2 separate regions of the Pan troglodytes genome follow, and region 2 is linked to region 1. A link is a contact called in public Hi-C data. All regions are on one chromosome and are shown on one strand. Each heading gives the region's core, a stretch centred on a gene start, on an enhancer-like site or on the middle of the called end of the contact. The rest is flanking DNA. Distances are from core to core; before and after follow the strand shown.

What was found. A called contact is a pair of places that touch in the nucleus more often than the background predicts.
Region 2: a contact with region 1 is called in a Hi-C map of stem cell-derived neural progenitor cells, with 2.4 times the contacts expected there. The contact joins the promoter of ANKRD44 here to the enhancer-like site in region 1. A contact is called at or near these places in 1 of 7 Hi-C or Micro-C datasets (stem cell-derived neural progenitor cells) and 1 of 1 datasets of contacts at active chromatin or transcription factors (stem cell-derived excitatory neurons).

What each region holds. Positions count from the first base shown.
Region 1 is chr13:99,009,100-99,014,037 of NHGRI_mPanTro3-v2.0_pri, reverse strand. ANKRD44 (ankyrin repeat domain 44) reads left to right here. Exons shown (of 28, transcript XM_063791430.1): 19 at 4,167-4,254. Among named protein-coding and RNA genes, the nearest start is that of PGAP1, 89 kb to the right of the region's middle. Within about 2 kb of position 2,872, at least 8 of the 24 cell types and tissues checked have an H3K27ac peak or open chromatin away from gene starts, as enhancers often do. A contact at or near this core is called in stem cell-derived neural progenitor cells, where this site is marked.
Region 2 is chr13:99,309,942-99,314,915 of NHGRI_mPanTro3-v2.0_pri, reverse strand. It overlaps ANKRD44 (ankyrin repeat domain 44), which reads left to right and starts at 3,501. Exons shown (of 28, transcript XM_063791430.1): 1 at 3,501-3,820. The coding sequence starts at 3,794.

The DNA of each region.
Region 1 (4,938 bases), core at 1,623-4,122:
ACAGTATTTGAAAGCATAAAACCAATAGCAGGTTTTATGGCTATTTCATATTCATATTAATGTATTCAGGGCTATTTCGTATAAGGAATCATAAGGCAGCAATCAGTACATCATTCTGCCAGCCTAAATGATGTTTCTTAGCTTTTTTACACATCGATGTAAAAATCAAGACGCTTTAAAAGTACATGTATATATCAAAAAGAAAGTCATTTGCCTTTTCTGGGATTTTTCTTCCATGCCCATGAAAACCTGTGTCAAGACACTTCTAGATATATACACAGACATAAGGGTAATATGGAAGAGTCTCTAGCTCAGCTAAGGCATAGATATCTTTGGCTCAGGAAATCCAGTGATATCAGCCTTTGATTAGGGTAGTAGATAACATTTTGTAACGATAAATAACTGTCTTACTTGGTGAAATGGGTGTATTGAGGAAGCAAATAAGTGAAGACACTTTTTCAAAAGACTTTATGATTCTTGTTACTTGGGAAAATTTTCCCAGAATGATAGACCTTGTAAAAAACTATTTCCATCTATGTCCGTGAATTTCCAAGCCACTGAAGAAAAACAATACAGAGGTTGAAAAAACCTAATTGTTGCCTACTTACTTGGAAATGATTGTTGCTGGAAAAAAAAAAAAAACGTTAGCCATAAGGTTAGTAATAGTTGGTGTGGTTGAATTATAAATTCTCATTTCTCATCACATTTAGTCTTTTTTCTCCCCAGCCATTCTTGTTATTATTATAAAATTCAAATTTTGTCCTCCTTTTTAAAAGCTTAGTTGCTATTTTTAAGAGAAGCATCCTATTTTTGTTATTATATAATTCCTGACAATTACAAAGGGCCTACTTTGATTGTGGAAAATCGCCCTTATAAACAGGTAAACAATGAAGAACAATCATTTTCACTCATTTGCCAGTGTGATATGGGTTGTGGTCCAGTGAAGCCCCCTAGTGGTCAAGAAGACTCAGTCAGCTTGGATTTTCCTCCTGTCATTCACTAAAAAGACACTGTCACTGGACTGTTCACAAAATGTCTACTGTGCAGAAGCTTTAGCATGTGCTTTGAGGATCTGCTTACCCAAAATCTTTTTCAACTCTTTTGAGAGGCCAATATTTTGAGTTTCAAATCCTTGGAGCACTATGAGGAGCAAGAGCCAGGACAAGTATGAGAGGTTTTGGCACAGATAGTTGGAGTGACAGTTTGTAGTCTTTGAGTCGTGTGAAAAATGGTTGTCACTCATAGGAAGAGGCTGAGCTGGTCTGAGACAAAGCTGAACTTGGCAGCAGAGCTAAAGATGTTAGCATCTTTTTGCTAGAAGGCAATTTGGGGACAAAGAAATGTAGTGTGTAGGAAGCCAAAGAGAATTTAAGTTTGGCTACCAACTTCAGGGGAACTTAGATTTACCCGAGGGGCTGGGCGCAGTGGTTCATGCCTGTAATCCCAGCACTTTGGAAGGCCGAGGAGGGCAGATCACCTGAGGTCAGGAATTCGAGACCAGCCTGGCCAACAAGGTGAAACCCCATCTCTTCTAAAAATACAAAACTTAGCTGGGCATGGTAGTGCGCATCTGTAGTCCCAGCTACTCGGGAGGCTGAGGCAGGAGAATCGCTTGAACCCAGGAGGCAGATGTTGCAGTGAGCCGAGTTCACGCCACTGCACTCCAGCCTGGGCAACAGAGCTAGACTCTACCTCAAAAAAAAAAAAAAAAAAATACCTGAGGGCTATTAGCTAAGTTCAAAAAGCTACTGTACCAAAAAACAAAACAAAACAAAACAAAAGCACAACTGTAGAAACTGTTTTGCTATCTAACACATTGGGTGAGTTATATGAAGTTAGATAATTTTTTTCTTCTTATGTTTAGCCAAATATCAAATGTCACTTGAACTATTATGATTATGACTATTTAGAGTATTAAGTTGCTACAGAAAGAGGAACCAATCAAAATATGCTGTTTTTCCATGTTCATGAACCTGCCATCTGCAGTATTCAGCTGTCAGTCCTTTGCCAGTCATTTCCTTTTAGCCATACATTAAACTTCTTGCCTACTTCACCAATGGTAGCAGATTTAGTGTAATTGTAAGAACAAAAAACATAACAGCAGCAGCAACGACATATTACCTGTACTCCAATCCACAGAATTTCCTCCCGAGATACATAAATGGAATGTTGCTGAGAATTAGCTGAATGCAATGGTCTACAAAATGTGCACATTATTCCTGTAGTTCATTTGAGTGCTGTTGATGAATGCAAGCTAATTCCACTATGTATGTATTGTCCCTGAAAAAATGTGTCATTGTTAAATTAGCATTCTCTTGTGGCTGGCAAGTAAATAAAAGGTCTGTAAAATGCAGCTCTTAGGAGAGCCTTTATCAACCTCACATAGCGGCGTCTATTCCCTTCTCTCTCCACATCCATAATGTGGCAAATGCAATGTACTTTGTGGCCTTCTCATTGTTAGAGAGGAGAGAAGGTCACGTTTGGAATTTTAACCACGGTTGCTCTCATCTTACTCCCTGAGTGGGAAGTCATGCCTATCATAAGGCTTTGGTTTGCGTTCAATAGCCTGGCAGAAAGCAGCTTACCCTGAGGTTATCATCACAGGTTTGCTTCCCAGCCCCTGTGGGACCACTACAGCCTTCTAAAGCTGCCTGGAATTGGTGTGCACAGGAGTGCATCCAGTGCTCCCGCCCCAGCCGGTCCAGGCCGGCCCCGCGTGGGGGCCGCATTTCCTGCCCACATTGGCCCCCACTCGGTCCGCTGGGCGAGGAGGGGCAGGGGGAGGCCCAGTCTGGCCTAGGAAAGGGCTCCCAGGGAGCCCAGTCACACCTCGGCCAGGCACGAGGACGCCTGGGAAGTCAGAGAAAGCGCCGCCTGTGGCTCGGTGACCGCGGGGCTGAGGGACCGTCACTCAACAGTGAGCGGATGGAGCGTGCACACCCAGCCGGCGTGAGGTTTTGTTTTCTGCCACCACCCATCAGTCAGAGCGATTGCAGGAACACCTCTTCTGAATATCTACCTCAGAATGTAAAACGACCTGGGAGAAGAGGCGGCCCCAGGTCCCTACTCCCTTCCCTTCTGACCGTCTCCCCTCTCCCCTCCACTTCTCTCCTTCCTTCCTCGCCTTCCTCCTCCTCCTCCATCCTGCTCCTGCTCCCCTCACACTTCCACTCCCTTCTCTCCCTTCTTCCTTCTTTTTAAAGGGGTTGGAGGCAGGGTAGATACAGTATGATTATATGGAATTGGGTGACTCAGAGGAACAAAAAGGGGAGCTGACTAGTGGGGAGAGATTATTAGTCCCATGACAGGAGATAAGAAAGGACCCTAAGTGTAAGAAAAAACCCTCAACACAGGAACTAGAAAAGGAAGGTGGGGATCAATGCACCCTGCTAGGAAGAAGGGGGAAGACAGATTAACACAGAGGCACTCTGCCTGGAAACTACCTTGAGCTGGAAGCCGAGGGGGATCCAGCGGCAACAATGGAAAACCACTGATTTGAAGTCCAAATAAATGTCACTTGGGGCCAGGCACGGTGGCTCATGCCTGTAATCCCAGCACTTTGGGAGGCCAAGGCAGTCAGATTGCTTGAGCCCAGAAGTTCAAGACCAGCCTAGGCAACATGGTGAAACCCCATCTCTACTAAAAATGCAAAAATTAGCGAGTGTGGTGGTGCATGCCTATAATACCAGCTACTCAGGAGGCAGAATAATCACTTGAACTCGGGAGGCGGAGGTTGCAGTGAGCCAAGATCATATCATTGCACTCCAGCCTGGACGACAGAGTGAGATTCTGTCTCAGAAGGTCACTTGGTGGCTCATGCCTGTAATCCCAGCACTTTGGGAGGCCGAGGATGGCGGATCACCTGGGGCTAGGAATTCGAGACCAGCCTGGCCAAGATGGTGAGACCCTGTCTCTACTAAAAATGCAAAAATTAGCCAGGCATGGTGGTGCATGCCTGTAATCCCAGCTACTCAGGAGGCTGAGGCAGGAGAATCGCTTGAACCCGGGAGGTGGAGATTGCAGTGAGATGACATCGCCCCACTGCACTCCAGCCTGGCGACAGAGCGAGACTCCATCTCAAAAAAAAAAAAAAAAAAAAAAGTCATTTGGAAGAGATATGTGTAGTGTTGTTCTGTTAAAAGACTGTCCACTGTTTTCTTTTTCAGTAATTAATGGTCACACACTGTGTTTACGGCTGTTGCTAGAAATTGCAGACAACCCGGAGGCGGTCGATGTGAAAGATGCCAAAGGACAGTAAGTGCGCTGACACGTGGCCTTGGGTTGACATTTCAATCACAGCAGCCACCTGGTTGGTTTCTTAAATCATTACAAGGCTCACTGCGGAACCGAGAAGTTGGGGGAATATATTTGGACCAGGACCAATACACAATGAGGTGGCTTTAAGTCACAGTGCGTATATCCAAGAAAAGCATGAAGGAGTGGGTGTGCACATGTCTTGACGAAAGGATCACCTTTTTAAGGGCTGTGGCCATGTTTCCCGGTTCTTATTTATATTCTCTCCTTTGTTCCCTCTTTCCGCCCATTTTTACCTTCTTCTGAAGCTGCTACACCATTGCCATTTTCTAATTAATAAATAGGACAGACCTCATGAGGTTATCTCTATTATTAAAATCCTTCAGATGCCTTTTCTTCCTCAACTTTGCTTTTTCAAAGTAATTTCCTTCTGTTGGCATATTCCCCACCTAATCTTCTCTTACAAATAGGAAATGCAGAGCAAAAGTCAGCAGTGACTAGCCCCAGGCATGTGAATCAGTGTGATAGTCAGAATCTCACCTCCCTCTTGCATCACAACACTTCATTCTTTCCCTGAGACTTGACAGACTTTTCTTTAGGGAAAGAAGCTTTGTGTAAATGAAATCTTTAGCAGAAGTCCAACATAGAATGCTACAAAGTAGAGCTGCTCTGATGGAAGCAAGA
Region 2 (4,974 bases), core at 2,252-4,751, 300 kb before region 1:
TTTGGGTCTGCAGAGCTACTGGATCCACACTGATTTATACTTAGTTAAAAATTTCATTTATCACCTACCATAGATCCCCATTTTGATTGGTGGATCCAGTGGTGTTTGCAATCCTCAGGAATTAGCATTAATTCAGAGGCAGTGTCAGTGATCCCTCAAATGTCTGGGTATTTCCTTTTTCCCAGTACTCGCTCAGCCTAGAAAAATACATCAGGTTCCTTTGGATAAGGCTTGGATGAGGATTTGTAGTATATATTTATGACAATGCTGCAAGACCCTCCTGAAGGGGACCAGCTTCCCTTTTAATCAAGGAGCTCTGTGTCTGTGAACTCATTTAGGTACGGAAACTGAATGAAAGATAATTTCATTTTGATGGCTCAAGGGAGCTTTCAGGTGGCAGATGTAGAGTTTTGTCTGTTATAAAGATCAATGGCTATTTCCAAAGTCTGCCCGTCTATTTCATTCCTAGGACAACCTAGGGCACTGCCAGATATACCTGTAGGTTAAGACCTTTAAGTACTACTTTGTCTCTGCTGTCCATTACAGTAAATGTGTCCACCTTGTCTCTGCCAGCTAAGTGCTGCCACTTGGCCATTGCTGTCGCAGGATCCCACTAATATAAAAATCAAGGAGCCATCTCAACGAAAGCATCTCCCACCATCATATCCAGCTACTAGAGAGTTTTTCTGACGTTCTCTCTTGAATGTATTTTTCTTTCCTTTCCTTTTCTTTTTTTTTCTTTTTGACAGAGTCTTGCTTTGTTGCCCAGGCTGGAGTGCAATGGCGCGTCATTGGCTCACTGCAACCTCTGCCTCCTGGGTTCAAGCGACTCTCGTGACTCAGCCTCCCAAGTAGCTGGAACTACAGGTGCATGCCACCACGCCTGGCTAATTTTTTGTATTTTTAGTAGAGACGGGGTTTCACCATGTTAGCCAGGCTGGTCTCGAACTCCTGACCTCAGGTGACCCACCTGCTTCAGCCTCCCAAAGTGCTGGGATTATAGGCATAAGCCATGGTGCCCGGCCTGTATTTTTCAATGCTTCAGTATAAAGATCATCATCTGGCTCTCCAGGAATATGTAGGGGTTGGCTGTACAGATTATACATGATAAAATTATTCCAACATTCCCATCTCCACAAACCTTTGGATTTCTTTCTCTACATTATACCAGGGGCATTCTGGCTTCTCAAGCTCACCGAATATAGTCAACTGCTGAGTCTGAGTCTCATTTAATGAAGTAAACAAAGTGTTTGAATCACTGTCAAAGTACTGGCTAACACATTAAAAGCAGACCTTCTGATAAGTGTAGTCTTATCAATAAATTTTGCCAAATCTTCTGCTCCCTATTTTATTTGGAACTTGGCCACGAGTTGTTCAACCTTTCACAAAGTCAGGTCACCTATGACAACACCAATCTTGATATTTGAATTCCTAACACTATATGTTCACGTCTGTCTGCATTTGTAATTCTCTCATTCACAAAGCCTCTCCATATAGGTGGAAGCATCTTACTGCTTTGTTTTGTCAGAAGACAAAGAGAGTTGTGTTTTGCCACTTACCTACTGAAATACATATTCATTATAAATTACTCTCCTTTAATTTTTCCTTTATTGTACAATTAGGACAATATATTGTTGCTGTTTTTTTTTTTTTTGAAATTTGTATTGGTAGGTAATATTATCCACAAATTACCTTTCAGGATAGTAAGGGGAGTGTTAAAGATACTAGTTACAAAAAGAGGATGATGGTCTGATTGGGTGGAAAACTGCTGCCTCCTCACTTTGGCCCGAGGAACTTAGGTGCAGGCATGTCCGCGATGAATCAAATTGGATCTTGAGTGAATCTTCCAAATTAAGTCATTTGTTATCACTCTTCTGAAAGATGGCTCTATTTAAGTAGAGAATGCAGGGTCCTATTCAGTTTACTTACAAAGCCATGCAGGGTGTTCAGTAAATAGACATACCAATAACAGCAGTGAAGAACTGACTCATAGATGCAACATAAACAATCTGTTGTATGTCTGAGAAAGGCCTTAGAATTTTTTTTGTTTGTTTCCATGCAACATTGATAACAGAGGAGTGGAAGCCAGGAACAAAGTTCCTTGGTTCTTCTTGTCTGCATGATCTGAATTATAATCTATAAGACTAATAAAGGTAAATTTGAGATTTAGCTGCTTCGACAACCACAGTGGCTGGATGGTAAATGTGAGGATATTAATGCTCCTTTCTCTCCTGTCTCATGTGGAATCTTTGGGGGAGGTTCTAAGAGTAGGGAGGAAGAATGGACATTTGGTTTGTGAATATGCAGTAGAGGTAGATGTTTGGTCTTGACCAAAGAATTCTGTAGCTCTAGTTTGCTCTTCAAAGCTGTTCAATGCTGCCCTACAGGTTTGCTCTATGGCCTGCCAGGGGCACATGGGGCTGCCTGGGAGCACTTCCTCTCCACTTGCTTACTTAATTATCCCTTCTCCAGATCTCAACTCCTGTCACTTTCTCAGGGAAGCCTGCCCTCACCCACCAGTCTGGTCTGATTCCTTTGTTGTGGGTTCACTTCAGAAGCATGTTTTCCCTTGAGATCCCTTATCTCAGTTTGTAATTACATTCATTAGCAGAGACTATGTGGTTTATGTTGGCATCTTCTGAGAGCAGGTTATCTTATTTATGCTCTCCGTTTATTCCCGTGCCTAGCCAGTGCCTGACAAGGTAGGGACTCAGTACATAGCTGTTCAATGAATAAGTGTTTGCTCCAAATTCCAGAACTATCAACAGCTACTATGCTTACGAATATGCCCGTTGTATCTGTAGCCCATGGTGTTTGACAGCTGTCTTCTATTTGTTGAAGAGCTTGGTAACTTGGGATTTTGTAGAGATCAGTAAGGACTGGTGGGAACACCCAAAAGACCCATTAACTCGGTGATTTAGGACTGCTTTGCTTCTCCAGGAACTCCACTCCACCCCCACCAGCAAAAACCAAACCCAGGGTGTTTGAATTTAACAATAGTATGTGTGTGTGCATATGTGTGTGTGTGTTTAGCTGGAAAGTGGCTGGAGAACAAGGTGGAAGGGCCAGAGCTTCTGTTCCCTCCACCCATAAATGTTTGGCAAACACCCTCTAAAGAATCACAATGTGTCCGCTGCCTCCTGGCATTAAACAAAGAGAGCATCGTAATTGCGGTCCCTGGCGAGGTGGGATCTTCGGAGCGCTGCCACCACCTGATTCTGGGTTAGGGGAAGGGGGCGTGATCCCATCTCCCCGGTTAAAGTGGACGGCGTGTGAGTGAGAGCCTTTCCTGCCCCCTCGGGGTGTGTCCCCGCGGGCTTCCCCACCCATATGTGTGAGACCCGTCAGGGAGGCCCGCGATCCGCCCAGGGCCCGGGGCCGGCCCGGCCGGGCGCCGCGTGCAGGTGCGGAAGGCAGGCGGCGGCCCGGTGCGGGCGCGGGGGCAGCGCCGGGGGCCGGGCTGCGCGGCTCGGCTGCGGGCGGCAGGAGGCAGCGTCGGCCCAGGCGGCGGGCGGCGAGCGAGCCAGCGCGCGGTGATGTCAGTGGCGGCCCGGCTGGCAGCAGCCGGTACTTCCTGTGGAAAGGCGGGCGGGCTCGGCTGCAAACCCCACTAGCCAGTGTCAGCCTCTCGGCGGGAGGAGGCGGCGGCGGAGGAGGAGCAGGGGGAGGGCTGTCAAATTCGGGAGCCAGATTTTTTTCCCTTCCCCTGGCAATCCCTTCCGCTTCCCCGGCTCCCGGCGTGACATCTGCGGGCCGGGGACCTGCATGTGTGTGCGCGCGAAGGAGCGGAAGAATGGCAGTGCTCAAACTCACCGACCAGGTAGGGGGCGGCGGCGCCGGCGGGCGGGACGCGCGGGCGCGGGGCGGCGCGGAGCCCGGCGGGGGGATGGGGGCGCGGCTGGAGCGCGCCCGCGAGCTGTTTACTCGCGGCGAAGGGGAGGAGTGTGTGCGGCCGCCGGTGCCTCCGAGAGCCCGCGGCGGCAGCTCCCACTCCGCCGCGCCGTCCCCGCCCTGGGCCGTCGGAACTGCGCGCCCGAGTCTGGGGCAGGGCCCGTGGGCGCTGGGCAGCCGGCGTGCGGGAGTGCGGCGGCCGCGGGCCCGGCGGGGCTGGGGAGGGGGCCGGGGGCTCGAGGTGCTCTCGGGACTCGCACCGCGCCGCGTTGCGTGGGCGCCGCCGGCCCGCGCCCCGGGGAGGAGGACGCTGCACGAAGAGGGAGAAAGGATCGCAGACTGGGACCCCTCCCCAAACCTAGCAGGAGTCCTGCCCGGAATGCGGCTCTTGTGTGGCCGGGCTGTCTTTATTTATCCGTTGGATGTGACATCCGACTTCCTCTTTAGTTGCCCCAGGCTGTGTGCGTGGTGCGGGATGGGGACCCCTGGAGACCGCCCTTTCGTATCGGGCCGGTCCCTCTGAGGAGGTGGTGAAGTCGGCTCGGAGCCTCCACTCACAGGCGGTGGGCTACGGTCTGTCTGTGTCTACCAGCTTTGTTGGCTTTCCTTGCTGAGACACCACACAGGGCAGCTCTGGAGTCCTGGCTTGGAGAGGTGGGGTTATTTGCTGAATCGGATTGACAGTCCTCGCCGCAGGTCTGTGGAATGGTAACAGCCACCTTCGCGGACTCTGCTGCTCTTACATTGACACTAACAGGCGCCAAACCAAGTTGCATGACAAAACTCTTTGCAGCTCTTTCCACGAAAAAAGGAAACGGCTTGCTACCCCCACCCCCGTTTATTCGTGGGTAGTGAAAGGAACTTTGTTTTGGGGTCCTGGTAGGCAGAGAGGCAATCTTGACTTTGACTACAGGGTCAGACTTGCCAGCCCTTGGTATTAAATACCTCAAACTTGTCCATGGGTTGCATCTGCTGCCTTGCGTTCTCCAGTTAGTATCCAGCCAGAACATCTTGCAACTGAAGTGCAGTCCGTCACCACAATGATTTGCAATGATTTGTTCTCCTGCCTTTTAGATTCAGTTT